2 separate regions of the Macaca mulatta genome follow, and region 2 is linked to region 1. A link is a contact called in public Hi-C data. All regions are on one chromosome and are shown on one strand. The core of a region is the stretch at or near the end of the contact, and the rest is flanking DNA. Distances in the headings are between cores, read along the strand shown.

Evidence for each region. A called contact is a pair of places that touch in the nucleus more often than the background predicts.
Region 2: a contact with region 1 is called in a Hi-C map of fetal cortex germinal zone, with 3 times the contacts expected there. The contact joins the promoter of EIF2S1 here to the promoter of PALS1 in region 1. A contact is called at or near these places in 3 of 14 Hi-C or Micro-C datasets (fetal cortex germinal zone and liver).

Annotation. Positions count from the first base shown.
Region 1 is chr7:140,406,809-140,412,128 of T2T-MMU8v2.0, forward strand. PALS1 (protein associated with LIN7 1, MAGUK p55 family member) reads left to right here and starts at 2,454. Exons shown (of 14, transcript XM_077941198.1): 1 at 2,454-2,702.
Region 2 is chr7:140,523,712-140,529,031 of T2T-MMU8v2.0, forward strand. It overlaps EIF2S1 (eukaryotic translation initiation factor 2 subunit alpha), which reads left to right and starts at 2,698. Exons shown (of 8, transcript NM_001257466.1): 1 at 2,698-2,792. ATP6V1D (ATPase H+ transporting V1 subunit D) reads right to left here and starts at 2,190. Exons shown (of 9, transcript NM_001195715.1): 1 at 1,993-2,190. The coding sequence starts at 2,033.

The DNA of each region.
Region 1 (5,320 bases), core at 1,204-3,703:
GCTTTTTTTGTGTGTGTATTTTGTTGTTTTGAAAAACTGCCGGCCGGGTGCGGTGGCTCAAGCCTGTAATCCCAGCACTTTGGGAGGCTGAGACGGGCGGATCACCAGGTCAGGAGATCAAGACCATCCTGGCTAACACGGTGAAACCTCGTCTCTACTAAAAAAATACAAAAAAGTAGCCGGGAGTGGTGGCGGGCGCCTGTAGTCCCAGCTACTCGGGAGGCTGAGGCAGGAGAATGGCGTAAACCTGGGAGGCGGAGCTTGCAGGGAGCCAAGATCGCGCCGCTGCACTCCAGCCTGGGCAACAGAGCGAGACACCGTCTCAAAAAAAAAAAGAAAGAAAGAAAAAAGAAAAACTGCCTGGGGCCAAGAGATTAGAAGTTATGGATAAAGATATACTATCTTTCCAAAGAGGTCCTTTCTTTGAACAGCTAGATCTGCAGTTCTTACCTGAAGATGATTTTGCCCATCTCTCCCCATGAGCTTTGGTAATGTCTGGAGACGTTTCTGATTGTCACATTGGGGAGGGTGATGCTACTGGCACCTAGCGGGTAGAGGCTGGGGATGCTCCTAAACATCCTATGATGCACAGGACAGTCCCCACAAGAATTATCCAGCCCAAATGTCAATAGTGCCAAAGATGAGAAATATATAAGCTAGAGAAAGAAGAATTCATTGAGGAGCTGGAGGAAGCTTCTTGAATTATTATTTATGTTATATATTTAAGAACTTAGAGGCTGGGCACAGTGGCTCACGCCTGTAATCCTAGCACTTTGGAAGGCTGAGAAAGGTGGATTACCTGAGGTCAGGAATTCAAGACCAGCTTGGCCAATGTGGCGAAACCCCGTCTCTCCTAACAATACAAAAATTAGCCGGGCGTGGTGGCGGGCACCTGCAATCCCAGATACTGGGCAGGCTGAGGGAGGAGAATCGCTTGAACCCGGGGAGCAGAGGTTGCAGCGATCCAAGATCGTGCCACTTTACTCCAGCCTGGACAAAAGAGCAAAACCCCCTCTCAAACAAAAACAAAAACAAACGAACTTAGAAAAGGAAGTAAGTCAAACACACTAACCGTTTTTTTCCTTTTGGGGTATGGCTAATAGTTTCTAGGAATCCTGGAGACTTTATCTGGATTTCAGTTAGGCATTTCGCCAGTTCTGGCATCTTTGTGGAGGAATATGGGCCAAGAAGACAGTTCGGTTGTGTCGTCCATCTGTATTCGAAGCCTACTGAGAAATTTTTTGATGACAGGAGCATTAAGGTCTTTAGTGGCATACAGCAGACTTCTGTCCTCAGCTCTGTCTTATTAAACACTTGGACAGAATGCTTATCAGATTTGAGAGGGATAACAAATCTGGGAAGGGTAGGCATCCCCAAAGATCTTCACCACCACGAACAATAGTTTGCTTCGTTCAGAGCATCACAGTGTCCTTAGTGAGGGACACTAACAATCCATAGGCTGTCCAGAGGAGCGTAATGGGGAAGAATGTGAAAGAACTTGAAAGTCAGGACCTGAGGACGTTGCGAGATGGAAAAACACAGTGGGACAAAATGAGGAAAACCGAGAGAAATGGAAATGGCATATACGAAGGCTTTGAGGGAGGACTATGCCCCCTGGGGGAAACCGTACACCTCGGCTGGAATCATAAGCATATTTTGGCCTCATAGAAGGAGAGGTCGATTAACAAACCTTGCAAGGGTTCAAAGGTGGGATGGGCTTCCTCGGAAGGTACTGTCAAGACAGAGACCATCCGAGGGCTTTTATTGCAAGTGTCGAGACACATTTGCTGGTATTTCTCCTTAGAACGTACTCCAATCTGCTCTGACTTCCGCCCGCACCCGCCAGAGCCCTGCCCCATTCCAAGGGTGGCACATCCAGGTCCCGAGGGCGCCAGCCATGCCCGGGACATGGGCTGGTCTGCGTAACTCTCTGTCCCTTCGGGAGACTTCTGGGAAATAGTTCTAGTCCTTGCCATCCTTGCTTTCTGGTTTTCAGAAGTCAGTGCTGCTGGTGGCTTTCTGGAGTCTTCTGTGGAACACTGCACACATCCAGGTGTTTACGTCATTTTTTTTAAAAAAAGAAATGTTAGATTGTGAGACTAACTAGACAGGACATGAGGAATCTCTTCAGGAGGACTCGGATTTTCTTCAGGAGCCGTCATCCAGAGACAGAACAGCCAAGGGATGTAGAAACCCAGGGAAGCCTCGCGTCCCCACACAGCCCGCGGGCCAAACCCCGAAGCGGCTCCGCAGGGACAGCCAGCTCCTAGCAGCCCGGGTTTTAGACTTAGAGGCGCGCGACTGCGCGCACCCGGCGGGAGCTGTGGAGAGGACCAATGACCGGGCGCTCTCTCCGCGCCGGCTCGGGATTGGGCGAGCCGCGCCAGCCTCTCACGGGCGGGGTGGGACTGGGATCCGCGCGCCCGCTGCGCCAGAGTCCCGGGGGCGCGTGCGCGGTCTCGCGGCGGCCGCAGGGGCCGGTCTCGCGCGGTCTAGAAGTGGAGTTGCTGGCGGCTGCGGCGGCGACGGCGGCGACGGAGGAGGTTGGCGGTGGGGCGGGGGCGGGGACTAAGGATTCTGAGGTGGGGAGTCGGGAGTTTCTGGATTCTTTATCCGGTATTTTAAGGGCCGCCGGAGAGCTGTCGCTTCTGCAGTGCTTAGGAGCAGCCGGGCGGGAGGCTCCGCGGAGCCGAGGCGCGGAGGTAAGAGGTGGTTCGGCGGCGGCTGGGCTGTGGAGATCTTAATCAACAGGTCCCCGGGAGCGCGGCGGGGGAGGGGCGGCCGGGCTCCCCTTCCCCCACACGCCGCTCAAACTCTGGCCAGCGGGAGACCCCGGGCCGCCAGGCGGGCTTCCTCAGGCGCGGCAGCTTCGGCGGTGGAGGGTGTGAGCCCAACCTTTGTCCCTCGGAGCAACGCTGCCTGCGCGGTGCCCGCTCCTTCTGCTTGGCTGGGCATGCACCTTGGCGCGGGCCACAGCCAGCCGGGCCCGAGGTGCAGGGGGCGCGGCGGGGAGTCGTCTGCCCCCTGCGCTCCCGCCCCGATGTCGCGACGCGCGGGACTCCCCCCGGCCGGGTCTGGGAATCCGGCGAGGGAACGCTTTCCTTTAGAAGTCAGAATGTAGTCAGCGTTCCTCTGCCTGACTCAGCTGCTGGTATTCTGCTGCCTATTGCGTTCTTAAACAGGCAAACAGTTCCTGCTTCCTTGTGACCAGTTTTAAAGAAAAGCCTAATTTTGTTGATGGTTTCTGATAATTTAAGGTTGCACGTTGAATTTGAAGCCTGTACATTGTTGTATTCTATGTTTAATGAAGGTTGCTTGAAACGATCTTTGTAGTAAATTATGTAACTTTCTAATGATCATAACTCACCTTCTGTTGATTGACGTACAGTAATGTGTATGGAATGTAAGTTTCGGTCGAAAGGTTTTTCTTGGCAGTTTATGCTAAAATTAAAATCTGATGATTGGGAAGATTTTAGACGTAGTATAGAGTGTGTGTTTTGTCTCCATACTTGTTTAGAATAGTAAAAATTTAGATTCGGAAAGTCAGTTGAACAAAAATTTTGAAATTTTGATTTGACACAGTGAAAGGTGTTAATATTTCCGATTTTTTAAAAAAACAATATCATGTTTTAATGATAGTTTACTAATTATGCTTTTGGATTTTACCAGAAGTTAATAACCTGTTAAATTCTGCAGTAGGAACAAATGACGTGTTGGTTATTGGTGTCTTTAAAGTATTGGTGGTAATGAAACTTATTAAATAAGCGTCCTTGAATTAAGAACTACCGATTTTTTTTTTTTTTTTTACTAGATCCCTGTGGACATAGCGTATTGTGGATAGGTTTTATAGGCTTTCTATTTGCAGTAGGATGAGCTATTAAATTATAATGTAAGAGATTTATAGATAAAAAAGGCAACAGTAGGAAAAGCAATTCATTATTTAATCTTTAAAAATCGAGTAAATTTTACCATGTACCTGAATTACTTTTGGCTAGACGGACTTGAACTTGACAAGTTAAGGTGGATTGATTAACATTAACTTGTTTTAGAATGTTAAAACGGGAGAGAATATATAAGTTCTTCCTGAGGGTGACCCAAGTCAGTACAGTGGATTTAGCTTTTACATGATCTTGAATTATGGTTTTGATTAAAAATCTCATCACGGGGTACATGTTTTCAGGATCTCCTGAGGGCTGTCATGGAAAAAATTTAAAAAATAAAATTTTATCACACATTCCAAGAAACTTGATCAATTTAATAGGTTATACTGAGATGCCCTGTTTCTCTGATATTTTCTGATTTCAGAGTGTCTAGAAAAAATAGTGTCTTGACATATGTGCTTTACAATATAATTTTCTTTTCTTTTTCTTTTTCTTTTTTTTTTTGCGAGACAGAGTCTCGCTGTTGCCCAGGCTGGAGTGCAGTGGCGCGATCTTGGCTCACTGCAGTCTCCATCTCCCGGGTTCAACTGATTCTCCTGCCTCAGCCTTCCAGCTAGCTGGGACTACAGGCGCCTGCCACCACACCCGGCTAATTTTTGTATTTTTAGTAGCGACGGGGTTTCACCTGTTGGCCAGGCTGGCCTCGAACTTCTGACCTCAGGTGATCCACCCGCCTCGGCCTCCCGAAGTGCTGGGATTACAGGCGTGGGCCACCGCCAGAATACACACACACACGCACACACACCCCCCGCCAGAATACACACACACACACACACACACACACACACACACACACACATATATCTCACTCAGGCTGTAGTGCAGTGGCGCGATCCCGACTCACTGCAAGCTCCGCCTCCCGGGTTAAGGCCTTTCTCCTGCCTCAGCCTCCCGAGTAGCTGGGACTACAGGCCCACGCCATCATGCCCACCTAATTTTTTGTATTTTTTTTTTTTTAAGTAGAGACGGGGTTTCACCGTGTTAGCCAGGATGATCTCGATTTCCTGACCTCATGATCCGCCCGCCTCTGCCTCCCAAAGTGCTGGGATTACAGGCGTGAGCCTCCACACCCGGCCTTTATAATTTTTGGTCATATATTTACTGAATCATAGGATCGTTGAGTTAGAAGTAATCTTAACCTCTTCATTTTCCACGAAAAAGACAGTGAGGGTTGAAGGAGTTAAGTAATCCGTAGTCTGACTGCTAGTTAGTGGCAGACTTGGAACTACATGAATGCTAAAATGCTTGTCTCCATATTCTAAGTTCACTGCTCTTCTCAGGATGTCTTATTGTTAAACCAGTAAGTTGCCTTCTCCAAATCACTTAACAGGCAGGGTTGATTCTTTCTGTCATGCATTTTTTCCCTTTTCTTTTTTAGT
Region 2 (5,320 bases), core at 1,448-3,947, 120 kb after region 1:
ATTTTATTCAGTAAACCACTGATAGCAGGGGAAAGAGCTGAGCTCAATTCTGGTTTGTGCAGAGTGACTGTCCATTTTAAAAAGAAAGTAAGGGAGTGGCAGGAAGCCAGCCACAAGTAGAGTCAGAGAAGAGAAACTTAAAGGGTTGGTCAGTGTAAACGCAATGCTACCTGGCAATTAGTAAGTTATTGTTCTATCCTCCCACACAGACTGGGAGACAAAGGCCCTATCCCTCCTGATGATTACATTTCAAAGAAATGGCTCTCTAAGATACTTGAAGGGACACCAGAGTTGGAAGAGATAACATATTCACAATTGTAAGCCTGTTTTTCGTAAATGCTCTAAAAAAGGAAGGACAGGTCAATTAGGTGTTGACTAGAACAAACAGTAAATTCTCCTCCTAGCTTTGAGCTTTTTCAGGCAGGCATTTTAATGGGGGGGGGCTGGGGTCACCCTTGGGGCAGGTTTTACGCTGCTAGAAGATAAACTAGCGTCGGTGTCTCTCAGTGCGTAAGTTTTGACTGAGTCATCACGTGCTAGGAGTTCTGCAGTTGCCACTAACCCGGGATAGTCCCCATCTTTATTTCCCCACAACTAGCTTGCTGCCTACTTAGTGCGAACAGCTATTAGAAAGTCAATAGGTGAAGGTAAAAAATTTAAAAACTTCATTTCATTAAGAGCTATGTAGTCACCCTGGCAGAGACAAATCTGGGCTTCAGGTTTGAATGTGACTTTTATTTTAAGCGTCCTCAGATTCTCTCAGAGAAAGGACAGAAAGAGGAAAAACAACAAAACACCCCCACAGAGATAGGACCACAATAAAAGGATCTAAATGTCAGGGTTAAAACTGATTTTCTGCTTCCTCACTGTAAAGAAAAAGGGAAAGCCAGGCGCGGTGGCTCCCACCTATAATCCCAGCCGCCAGGGAGGCTGAGGCGGGAGGATCGCTTGAGCCCAGGAGTTTGAGGCTGCAGTGAGCTATGATCACACCACTGCACTTCAGCCTGGGAGACAGAGCGAGACCCTGTCTCTTATTAAAACAAACAACAAACTAAATAAATAAAAATAAACAGGATGAGGAGGAGAAAGGGAGCGAGTTGTTGGGCACATTTGAGAAAACGTCAAAATTTTCTTTACAAACTAGCCAAAAACCTACAGTGATATGCCACTTTCCTGACAAAGAATTCAGGCCCCAAAAGAAAGGTAGCCCACAACTGAGCGTATTCCCAAGCATGAGTTCTTTCAAGAAATATTTTTTTGTGGACCTTCTATGGATTGTTAAGACATTCTTTCCTCCTGGAGAGAGCCCACAGTCTAGTGGGAGAGAAAGACACATAAACAAATATCTACTTTACAATGTGATGACTGGTATTAACACAGGTCTTAACAAGGTGCAGCGGTGAGAGAGCAAAAGCTGTGCCTCAGAAACACAGGGATATCCTCTCACAGCCGGTGACATTTGGTGGGATCTTGGAAAATGAGTAAGGGGATCCAAGATCGAATCCGAGGACTATGCTAAGGCGATTCGATTCCATCCCCACTTTGGCTTAGGGACCTCTTCTATATCCTCAGTAAACGTCCCTTCTCAGAGCATTTATTAAAACCTCCTTGGCCTTTCCAGACGAATGTCTGGCTACATAAACTGTGAGCTCTGTGAGGGCAGAGGTGGCGACGGTTCAGTTATATAAATCCAGTGCCCGGCTCAGTAAGGGTATGTGGAATGGATGAATCCATTAATGAATAAAGACAGCGGGCCTCCACAAAAGCCCGCCGGCCGGGCGCCTTTTCCTACCCGCTGGGATCGCTTCATCCAGCCTGATTCACTCAGGAGGAATGTGCGAAGAGGCCGTCACGAAGCTTCGCCCTAGACTCAAGAAAAGAGCCTGGGAAAAGCTCAAGAAACAAGGACCCTCACTGTGGCCCAGGGTCTGAAGGGATCGCGCTCTGGGTTCCTAACCCTGTGAAAGCGGCTCATCCCATTCCTTTACTTACATTCTCGAGGGAAAGATTTCAATTCGGTCTTTGCCCGACATTCTGACGATAACTGTTCGGCTCGGGTCCCCGGCCGGGCAACCGAGGCTACAACAGCTCCAGAACTGGCCTCCACAGTGACTTCCTCTACAGGAGTCAGCTGGTTGTGTCACTTGACCCCCTCTCGTTGCTAAGAAGCAGCAGGGACACCCATTTTCACTTCCGCTTCCGGTTGTCAAGAGGAGGAAGGGGGAGGACAGAACAGAGGCGTTGCCCGGATGTCTAGGCGCGCGCACCGCGGAACCATCCCTCAATTCCGGTTCGCCTCCCAACCCCTCCCCATCCAGCTTCCCTGAGGCTGCGCAATACGCGGCACGTGCCAGGCCAAAGACTAGGAGCGAAGCGTGCACGCCTTGTTTCTCTCCACCTGTCGTCTCTGGTCACAGCGCCATCTCATGGTTAGCTGAAACTGTGAACGAGGATACATTCTTCAGGGGCAAGGAATCAGAGTCCTATGTCTTTCTCGCGCCTTGAATGTTACTTAGCTAAAGCTAAGATAGCGAGAAACCGTACTTTTCGGGTCCTTCCATGATCTACATTCGTCCTTGTTCTCGGAGGACCCAGACTCTATGGTTAATGATGAAGAGGGGTCTCTATTCGTTCAACGCTTGCGCAATACGAGGAGGTTCCGCATGCGCAGTCGGGTGACCGAAGCGCACGCTGAGGAGGATCGGCGGCCGGTGAGGGAGAAGCAAGTCTGGTCTCTCTGATTAAAGAAGGCGGCTGTGGTCTCCACTGCGGGAATCACACACATACCTCAGGTGACTAATCCCAAGCTCGGTTTCTCCAAGAACTCACTTTGGTTTGTGTCCAGTGACATGGGTGTTCGAGAGCGGGTAGGCCCCGGGCTAACACCTCCCTTTCCCGTCCCTGCGCGGGAAGTGGCTGGACAGCACCGCCGCCACCCGCGCTGTCGTGGGCCTCGTCGCCGGCTCCGTGTAGGTCATCCTGTGTTCCAGAGGCGTCGTTGTTCCAGCAGAGGAATCTCGTAAAGGAAAGTGGGCCGAGTGGATTGTACAGCCTCTACAATATGCCGAAAGTGAGAATGCCTTGACGATGGGGCGGCCTCGGGAGAACGTCGTGACACCCTAACTCTTACCCCCAGCTCAGGACGCTGAGCAGTTTGCTTTTTCCAGGTCTGAGAATTCCATCTTTTCTTCCGCCCCAACAGTTCTACCGAAATTTCCCCCTGCTTCTCAGTGGAAACCAAACTGGACTCTTACCTGAGAAACGTGTGGGACGGGCACCGTGTTGGAAAGAGCGGGGTCCGAGTAGTTTTTCATCTGATAATTGAATGAGTCACCCTTTGAATCAAAACTAAATGAGACTTGAGTTTATTACTGTTACTATCAGTTTGTTTTATGTTGGCGACAATGAGAATAGAACTGTGTTAAGCATATGTTAGGTTAACTATGCTAAGCATAACAGAAAACCTAAGATAAGGAAATATTTTCGGGTTAAATACACAGTCATCCCTGGGTCTCTTTATCCACAAAATTTAGGCTTTTAAAATTTTTATTAAGCAAAAGACATGGTTTTTTCGAGAAAAAGTATAGCAGAGAAGTGTATATTTTCTCTCAATTGAGTTGTTATTCAAGGAAAAATCTCTGGGTCAGTAGTTTGGGGATGACTTATACCGAACTTTACTACCTATTCTCAGTTCATCTGGTGCCAAAAGATGTAGTTGTCTCATGCACAGTAATGTTTATAGAGATTTGGTGATAACTTTCTTTTTCAACTATAATGATGAAATAAAAGCTTTACTTATGTAGCACTCCTATACCAAGAACTACCATTCAGAGAGCATTCCTAATACGTGTTAGATCCAAATTAGAATTATCACGAGAGTTGTCCCCATCACATGTATTTTGGAAAGGAATGTGAACTTCTATATCCATTATAGCAGTTTGACCATGCACTGTTTTGAGAAAGAAGTTCTACCTACCATTTGTCCTGCAAAATAACTGACTAGCCAGGGTATTTGAAATTAGCCCGGAGTTTGGTTGATATATTTTGAAAGGTGGCTGATACTTTTACATCAGAACACATAAGAGTATTATAATGTGTTGTGATATTGAGGTTCTGTGGGTTAAAGACATTCTGGATTTGATGTCGATTATCTTAAGAAAGTATTATAATTTAGTATTTCTGTTCCTCCTTTTTCTGTTCATTGCTTCACTGTGCTCCTTTCATAGTACTTCATATTGTAATCATTTGCTTGCTAGTTTGTTTCCCACTCTATACTTAACTTAGGTAAGAGTCTTTTTTTTTTTTTTTTTTTTTTTTTTGAGACAGAGCCTCTGTTGCCCAGGCTGGAGTGTAGTGGCACGATCTCAGCTCACTGTAGCCTCTGCCCCTGGGTTCAAGGGATTCTCCTGCCTCAGCCACCATAGTAGTGGGATTACAGGTGCCTACCACCACACCCAGCTAATTTTTGTATTTTTAGTAGAAATGGGGTTTCACCATGTTGACCAGGCTGGCCTCAAACTCCTGGCCTCAGGTGATCCACCCACCTCAGCCTCCCAAAGTGCTGGGATTACAGGTGTGAGCCACCGCGCCTGGCCTGGTAAGAGTCTTGTTGACACTTCTTGAGGACCAAATAAAATAAGTCAGAATGCTGTGAAAAAGATAAAGAGATGAAGTCACCTAGTGTGACTTCGATATTGCCAAATGTTTTTTTAAGTAAAAAAAAAATAATAAGTTATTAGCATTTCATTAGGCAGTATGTTGAAAGTTTATCAACCAATATGCAGGTTTTTGTGGTATGGATTCTTTTTGTACTTAACTTCCTGTCTTTGCTATGAATAACTTAACCATCAACAGTATTCCTTTACTTACCCTTTATGTTGCAAAGAGACTTGTGCCTCCTGAAGAAATAGTATTCATAGTCATATCCCTTCAGGATTCTTTTACACGATTGCCCGTGTTTTTTAACCATCAGATTAAGCCTTGCTTCCCCTAAAAGCGTCACCTTTACTATTTGGAGAAACTTGGTAAGTAAATATGGTTTTCACCTGTTAAATGTCTTAAAACTGTTCCGTACATTTCTGTAACATAGTTTATTTTGATGCCCAATTTGAAACTTTTTAGCTCTCAAATTTGAGAACTTTACATGCACATATTCAACAACAGTTTCCCCACCACCCCCACCCCCACCCCTGAAAAGCCCTGTTTAAAAATGAAACAACCAGTCAGCTGTTTCTTGGTGGGTAGTTCTGGCCATTGAATGTCTACTTATCTTTGTTTGCTAAATCCCTATTTTGTAGGGATTTTGTATTCCCTACAAAGA